Regions from separate parts of the Zea mays genome. Here regions 1 and 3 are each linked to region 2. Evidence: chromatin contacts called from public Hi-C data. All regions are on one chromosome and are shown on one strand. Each heading gives the region's core, a stretch centred on a gene start, on an enhancer-like site or on the middle of the called end of the contact. The rest is flanking DNA. Distances are from core to core; before and after follow the strand shown.

Region 1 (2,700 bases), core at 155-2,654, 200 kb after region 2:
ATGATGCCTTCTTTGTTGAGCTTTTTTAACATCTTGGTGGTCTTCCTCACCATCAAGGCAATGCTAGCATCAAGATCATCATCACTTGAGGATTCCTCCTCAATTTGTACTTTAGCTTTTCCTTTCTTTTCTTGATTTGCTTTGAGAGCCAAATCCTTTCTCTTGGAAGATGACTCATCATTGTCATTGATGTGCATGTACATCTCATGAGCATTGATCTTTCCCAATATTTGTGTAGGAGTGGCAACTGAAAAATCCATATGATGCAGCACTGTGACAATGAGTCCATATTTATCAATTGGGAGGACACTGAGAATCTTCCTCACAACATCCGATTGTGAAATTTGTGTAAGCCCCAAGCCATTTACTTCCTCTACAAGAATACTGAGACGTGAGTACATAGCATTGACATTTTCATTAGCAAGCATCTCAAAAGAATTTAACTTTCTCATAGCAATATGATATCTCTCCTCACGCTCACTTCTAGTCCCTTCATGTAGAGCACATATATCCATCCACAAATCATGAGCATTCATATGGTTTCTTACTCTATTAAATACATCTTTGTAAAGGTCTCTAAAAAGAGTGTTTTTGGCCTTAGCATTCCATTTCTCATAGTTAAACTCTTCTCCTACCAGATTTGTGGGATCTCTAGGTTCGGGGAACCCTTGAGTGGCGGCTTTGTAGACACCAATGTCTATAGCCTCTAAATAAAGCTTTCATACGAATTTTCCAATTTGGAAAATCTTCACCATCAAAAACGGGAGGATGTCCATCCCCACCGGACATCGTTACTCTAGCGGTTAAGCTAATCTAAGAGCAACAAGGCTTGAATTAAGTGTGGAATGTAAAGCAAGGTTTAGAAGACTCCTCCAAGTTTTCTCGAGGTATCGAAGAGTCGGCACTCCCCTAGTCCTCGTTGGAGCACTCGCGCAAGGGTATCGCTCCCCCTTGTACTCGCAAGAACCAAGTGCTCACTATGAGATGATCCTTTGCTACTCCGGCGCGGTGGATCCCTCACGACCGCTTACAATCTTAAGCCGGGTCACCAACAAGATCTCTAAGGTGATCACTGAGCTCCCAACGCCACCAAGTCGTCTAGGTGATGCCGATCACCAAGAGTAACAAATCGTAGACTTTCACTTGACCAAGAGAAGCCTAATGCATGCGGTGTGTGCTCCAGGTGGCTCTCGCTAGCACTAATGAGGTCCAAATGTGAGATTAAGATTCTCTAATCACCTCACTAGGCTTTGTGTTGCTTGCAATGTTCTACCAATGTGTAGAAGTAAATGTGGGCAGCAAGACCATCAATATGGTGAGTGGAGGGGGTATAAATAGCCCTCACCCACCAACTAGCCGTTACGAGAACCCTGTTGTGCATGGGCGCACCGAACAGTCCGGTGCGCCACTGGTGCGCCTACATCTCCAACGACTAGTTCTAACATCTAGCCGTTGGACAGATGGCACACCGGACAGTGAATAGTCACTGTCCGGTGCCGGTTATAATTCACTTTATCAACTCCGCGCTCTCGGGTTTTTGCACAGGGGAAGGGTCTTCCCCGAGCCAACCTGGCCCCACTGGCAGAGGGCGCACCGGACAGTCCGATGCCCCTGGGCCAGAAACCCTAGTTTCTGCTTTTTCTGTTTTTCAAATCGGTTTTCGTTCTAACTCGTGAGTATGTTTTAGAGTGACACCTAGCACTATATGTGAGTGTGAATATGCACCAACACTACACTAAAACTCTCTTAGTCAAACTACTTATGGACAATCCCTCTTTATAGTACGGCTAAAACAAAATAAAAGACCTAACTCTATACCAAGTGTATGCAACTCCTTGACACTCGGAATACGAAGACCTTCATATTTTGTTTCGTCGTTTTAGCTGTCGCTTCAAGTTCTTATCTCCGGGATTGTTTTCACCGTTGTAGTACATTCTCCTGTAGTGCGACCTAACTTACCATTTGTCTCTACAAAACACACGTTAGTCACATATAATATTAAGTTGTCATTAATCACTAAAACCAACCAAGACCTAGATGCTTTCAAGTAACACCGAACAGGGGCAGGAAATATGTTATGTATTGTGGTGACAGTAACACCGGAAAAGGGGCAAGAAATATGTTACTCCCTCCGTTTGGAAACTCTAATTTCCTAAGACCCTTTTTATTTCATTGAAATTAAACTTTATTCTAATAATTATAATTTAAACAAAACTAATTAAGTTAATATATTTTTATATATAATATGTCTGTATATTGTCCTAAATCATAAGCGAGAGATATACACTACATTTATACTATAGAGAAGCAAGTAAAATAGTATAATATAAATTATATATTAAAAAAGTAGCATGTAAATCTATAGAATCAATTTCCATGTCTCGATTCACAAATTTGAGATATACTTATATATAAACTTTAGATAGTTATAGAATGTCACATTCTAAAAAAAAGTAGCATTAGTTAGATTCCAATTCCTCAAAATAAAGAGAAAAACATGACCTAAGAAAAAATAAACTAATTTTACTTGAGAAAATGAAAATCCTTGGAAAATGACGTTCTCAAACTAGCCCAAAAATAGTACTCGTACTAGCTCTAGATTTTTACATCCATATTCATATGGATGATTATGAAACTAAACATATATATACAACACATACATTAATTGTAAAACAAATTTTAATTGGGGACAGAGGGAGT
Region 2 (2,700 bases), core at 71-2,570:
TTCTGCCTCTTCACCGCTTGGTTCGCTTGTGCAATTTCAGCGCCAGCAGTGGCTGCCTTTCCAGTCCCAACCAAATCACAACCACCCCTGAGAAGCCAACAACTCAGACAAGGGAAACAATCTCAAGATTTTTTTAGTATGCACATATGACCTTGAATCTTACTTGATCACGCTCCCCTTGGCATTCGTCGAAGCAGCCATAGTAGCTGCTCTGCACATGTTCGCCTGCGTCTTTGGCGTGCGCGCACCAGTATTCACTGAAGAGCTGTCACATGTCGAAATTGGAGGTGCAATTTTGGTAGAAGGAGAAGGAGGACGCGTCTGCATCTTAGGCGTGCTGGCAGCACCACCATCTGCTGCAAAGTCAGAACTTAACTAAGAATACCACAATTTTCCACCCAAGTAATCAAAGAACACAGAGGCTAGCAAATAGCAACTCACATTTTACGGATAGGTCTGTCGCCGAGAGGAACTCGAACGATTGGGGCGATTTATCCTTCTCTTCTTGAGCCGGATGTGAAGCCGGCGGCGATTCCGATATTGCCTCAGGACATTGAGCACTGACCAAAACATATGGCACACAAACTTGCCTGAACTTTCCACCATGATGAACCCAAAATAAATTTTAGTATGATGTGTCCGATGCTTACCCATCAATAGCATCTGCTCCGTGTACCGAGACGCTTCCTGCTGCCACCTCCACGGGCACCGCCTGCACAATTTACAAATATATAAATCGCCAGACGAGACGAACGAGGCGGAATAGACAAAATCACGGAGGAACTAGGAGCGAGAGCAATCCCCTTCCGTTTATTTACCTCTGGAGCCGGCTCCTCGGCTTCCGCGAAATCGCAGAGGACAGCGACCTTGGCTTCCGCCCTCGATTCCTTTATCCTGGGGTTGAACGCTGGAATCCGGAATAGGGAAAAATCAGGGAAAATTCGGCGAGGGAAATAAGGGCCGGAGCGGAGGCGGAACTGGGAGGGAAGGAGGGCGATCGGCGAGGAAGCCAGGAGGGGCTCAGCAGCGCGCGGGGGTTACGTACGCGACGGGGCGTGGCTGCGGGCGGCCTCGAACCAGCTCTCGGCGGCGCGTACGGCCTCCTCCGTTTCCTCGGTGATGAAATCGAAGAACCTGGGCGCAGAGAACTCGTACGCCTCGTCGATCGCCCCCGCCGCCACCGTTCCTGTGTCCAGCGCCATCGGCTCTCGCTCGCTAGCTCAATCAAATTATGCGTCTGCCCCCTGAAGCGGCGAGGAACTGGAAGACGAGTGAATGAAGCAGGAGGAGGAAACGTCGGCGAGGGAATGAGGGATGGATGAGGTGGAGCCGATCGGGAGAAGAACGTGGGGGTGGGCAATGGGCATACCCGCATAGGGGCAGGGGTCTCCAACGGTCGGGAGGTTTGAACCCTGTGCCAGGCTTCGTAGAGGAGTTGGCGAGTTGCCCTGGTGGACCGTTGGGCGCACGACGCACGCTCCCTGCGCGCAACGGCTATTTCCCGGGCGAGTCTGTGGGTGGGCCCCGCAGATTAACGGTAGTGGGACAGAGATTTGCCGGCGCCCGGCTGGTCACAGTCTCACGGAGAGGCCAGGCCGCCAGCCCGCCAGCCCGCCGCCAGCAATTGGGGGCGTTTCCCCAACGCTACACGCTGGCGTGCTGCTCCGGGGTCAAACTAAAAAGCGTTTATTTTATTTACAGTTATTTTATTTACGGAGTTGGTAACAAAATATCCATCTCCAAACTGGATTTACGGAGATACTTAGAAGTAGTGCATGTCCTAAAATCTATTAAAGTGATCCAATTATTCAAACTAAAATCTATTTTCTAATTGGTTCACACATATTGTTATATGAGATCGATCAAGTCATATACTTATATGGCTATTGTCATGCTCTATGGTTTATATGTTTATCGTTTTAAAATAATCATTTTATTAATTTTCGATCGTTATCGATGCACTTTCGATCGTATACTTTCGGTATCGACATTATCGAAATATCGATGCCGTTTTTGTTTCCGACAATATTGTATCGTTTTCGTTTCTGTCAAAATAATTTGAAAGTGGACTTTTTTCCGATTATTTTTAGCCTTACTCTGCTCTATAGTGACATGGAGAGGTATACTAGTATCCCGACGCGCTGTTTTGTTTGGCTGCAACAGCGTTGTCGCTGTTCATCTTGTGATGGGTAGTTAAGGCTGGGTTACCGACTACCAACGATCATATCAGTCCTAACATCCATCGATCCGTCGGTAGGTCTGCTTACCATTCGATTCAATCGATGTCAACATCATTAGAGCCTGCGTCGGTTGTTACCAATAGTTGATATCGATCTATCCAATGGCAGATCGAGAAACTGATTAAAGAAGGGGCTACTCAGATATGGCTATTTTTTAGTTTGAACAAAATGATATAATCGATACTTAATATGATACTTAATATGACAAAGTGACAAGATATATTTTAGATTTTGAAGACACATATAGACTAATTAGTATGCCTCCAACTCCTCAGGTTATAGTTGTGGGTGGAGAATTGGAGATGGGTTGCGCCCTAGGCGCATGTGGGTGATGGGAGGCCGTGATCTCCTCACGGCAAGGAGGAAGACAGGCGAGAGTTAGGGTGGGATGGCGGCTGATCAACTCTATGTTGATCTCTGCCCTCCTTCTTTTATTGATTACCAGGTAGGTATAAATACC
Region 3 (2,700 bases), core at 113-2,612, 220 kb after region 2:
TTGATAGATGTTTAATTTTTATGGGTACGGGTGACACGACAGGTGACCCATACCCACATGGGTATGGGTATGGGAGTAAATCCATACCCACCAGCGGATATGGGTGACTCGACGGGGTTATTTTTTTGTTGCGGGTATGGGTATGGGATAGTAATATATTTACCCATTGTCATCTCTAATAATATAGGAAGACCTTAACCGACTCTGATTAAAGATAGGATAGAATCAGATTGATAGCAGAGTTAGAATTAGAGTCGGTTAAAGAGGTGTTTGGTTCCCCTGACTAAAGTTTAGTTCGTATCACATCGGATATTTGAATGCCAATTACGAATATTAAATATAGTTTAATTACAAAACTAATTATGCAGATAAAGACTAAACTGTGAGACAAATTTATTAAGCATAATTAATTCATGATTAGCAAATGTTTATTGTAGCATCACATAGGTAAATCATGGACTAATTAGGCTTCATAAGTTCGTCTTATCGTTTAGTCCCCATCTGTGTAATTAGTTTTGTAGCTAGAATACATTTAGTACTTTAACTAAATCTAAACAACCGATGTGACAGGACTAAAATTCAGTCACCTGGATCCAAACATCCCACCCCCTAAGGTAGTTGTACCCGAGTTGAACTCTCTGTCATGTTGTAATCCTGATATTCTGCCCTATACATACTCAGATCCTCTCGGCCTAATAGGTTTTTTTGCAATGTCAACTTCTATGTGCATTATATGTTAAGTAAAAACAGGTATTTTGGGAAATGATACAAGTACATAGCAGAACTTTTCATTTCACGTACTGATGATTGTTTCTAGTCCAAAGGGAAGACCCTTTTACATAGAAGTAGCATATGAAAGTTGTCTGGGTTGTGAATTACAAAAAAAAAATCCCCGATTGACACGCTGACACAGCTTGTTCCCAACGCCCAAATCCCACACTGAGCAAACAAACTGCGTCATTTCCCTTTAGATCCCGATGAACTCCACCAATGGCACGGAACTAACTCGGACATGCAGATGGATAGCATCACAGACGCTACCAAGCTGGCCGCTCGATCAACTATCTACCAACACTCGACGCACGAATTACCCGCTGGACCCAGCCCCAGCGCCCGAATCCGCAATGCCGCTCGACCCGAAGCTAAATTAACGGCTAAATCAAGCGTGGCCGCCGCCTGCCGTGCATGAGCTCAAAATCCGCGCGAAGGCAACGAGAGGGAAAGGAAATTTAGGGACTGCCGAACGGGAGTGGGGGCGTCATCCGTACCCTTTATAGACGTCGCCGAAGGAACCGCAGCCGATGAGGTCGCGGCTGCTGAACCGCGCCTCGATGGCGGCCGCCATCGATGCCGAGTCCGACATCCTTCGTTACCCCTAGATCCGGCCGCGGCCGCCGCCGTGCTAGGATATTAGAGATCAGGAATCGTTGCTGCGTTCGCTCGCCGTCTTCCTCCCGCCTCTAGGGTTTGGATTAGGGCGGCGTTCGTCTCGCGCTACACGCTGCTTCCGGTACCGCTCATTTCGAGAGGTCGCGAGATTTGTCGTTGGTCCCTGGTTCGTGTCTGTTCGGCCGGGAGGTGGAGATGGTGGGGCCGCGTCGGAGGGGCTGGAGATGGGGGTAGGGAGGTCAGGACTCGTGTTTGAATGCTAGTAGATAGGGTATGTTTGGTTCGAGAACCTGGTTGTGGACAATTTAAGTATCGTATAGATTATGTGGAGAAAAAGATAGAAAGTTTCATAGTCTTTATGATCTAGAAAAAAAGTGGATTCCTTCTATTATGACTACTCGATCAATTGTGTATTCGCACTGATTTTGAACGGTTTTCACCAAATGTTTCGGTGACAATTAATGAGCAAGAAAGGATGAAAGTGATTCCTTATGCTTCGGCTATAGGTTCCATCATGTATGCAGTGCTATATACACACTCAGATGTCTTGTATGTTGTAAGTGGTACGAGCAGGTATCAATCAAACTATGATGAAGCTCACTCTACAGCTATAAAGAACATCCTTGAGTATTTAAGAACTAAGGATGTGTTCTTAGTGTTTGGTGGTGAGAAAAAACTCATTGTAACTGATTACACTGATACTAGCTTCTATATAGACGTAGATGATTCTAGATCGCAATCCGGTTTTGTTTTCTGTGTCAATGGTGGAACGGTGAGTTGGAGGAGTTACAAACAAGATACAGTAGTAGATTCGACGCGGAAGCTGAGTATATTGCAGCTTTAGAAGCTGCAAAAGAGGTTGTTTGGATCAGAAAATTTGTTTTTTATTGGGTGTTGTTCATAGTGCGCCCAGCTCAGTGGATCTCTATTGTGATAATAGTGGAACCATTGCACGGGCTAACGAGCCTAGATCACACCAAAAGACCAAACATATATTAAGTCGATGTCACCTCATTCGCGAGATCACTGGACGAGGTGATATAAATATTTGCAATGTGGATTAAATGTTGCAGATCCATTGACGAAACCTCTTTCATAAGTAAATTGTGAGGCACACATAAGATCAATGGGTATAAGGTGCTTACATCAGTTATTTTAGTGTGAATGTGTGAGAGGCTTATGTCATGACTATGTCTATGTACTATTGAATAAAGTATTGTTTAATAACTAACATTTAGATCGATTATCAAGTATGTGACTTGTTCGTAAAACTCTTTGTTGATTATGGTGTTATTCTACATAATCCATATT

Evidence for each region. A called contact is a pair of places that touch in the nucleus more often than the background predicts.
Region 1: a Hi-C map of tassel shows a contact between it and region 2, with 6 times the contacts expected there. The contact joins the enhancer-like site here to the promoter of LOC100383389 in region 2. A contact is called at or near these places in 12 of 25 Hi-C or Micro-C datasets (bundle sheath, ear, endosperm and 5 more) and 1 of 3 datasets of contacts at active chromatin or transcription factors (leaf).
Region 3: a Hi-C map of leaf shows a contact between it and region 2, with 6 times the contacts expected there. The contact joins the promoter of LOC542105 here to the promoter of LOC100383389 in region 2. A contact is called at or near these places in 7 of 25 Hi-C or Micro-C datasets (bundle sheath, ear, endosperm and 2 more) and 1 of 3 datasets of contacts at active chromatin or transcription factors (leaf).

Annotation. Positions count from the first base shown.
Region 1 is chr7:160,747,662-160,750,361 of Zm-B73-REFERENCE-NAM-5.0, forward strand. No RefSeq gene overlaps it. Among protein-coding and RNA genes, the nearest start is that of LOC542105, 17 kb to the right of the region's middle. Within about 2 kb of position 1,405, at least 2 of the 20 cell types and tissues checked have an H3K27ac peak or open chromatin away from gene starts, as enhancers often do. A contact at or near this core is called in root tip and tassel, where this site is marked.
Region 2 is chr7:160,546,478-160,549,177 of Zm-B73-REFERENCE-NAM-5.0, forward strand. LOC100383389 (Protein TPX2) reads right to left here and starts at 1,321. Exons shown (of 21, transcript NM_001176044.1): 1 at 1,046-1,321; 2 at 819-907; 3 at 651-712; 4 at 442-560; 5 at 164-353; 6 at 1-87. The coding sequence starts at 1,202.
Region 3 is chr7:160,764,623-160,767,322 of Zm-B73-REFERENCE-NAM-5.0, forward strand. It overlaps LOC542105 (GCK-like kinase MIK), which reads right to left and starts at 1,363. Exons shown (of 20, transcript NM_001111738.1): 1 at 1,269-1,363. The coding sequence starts at 1,363.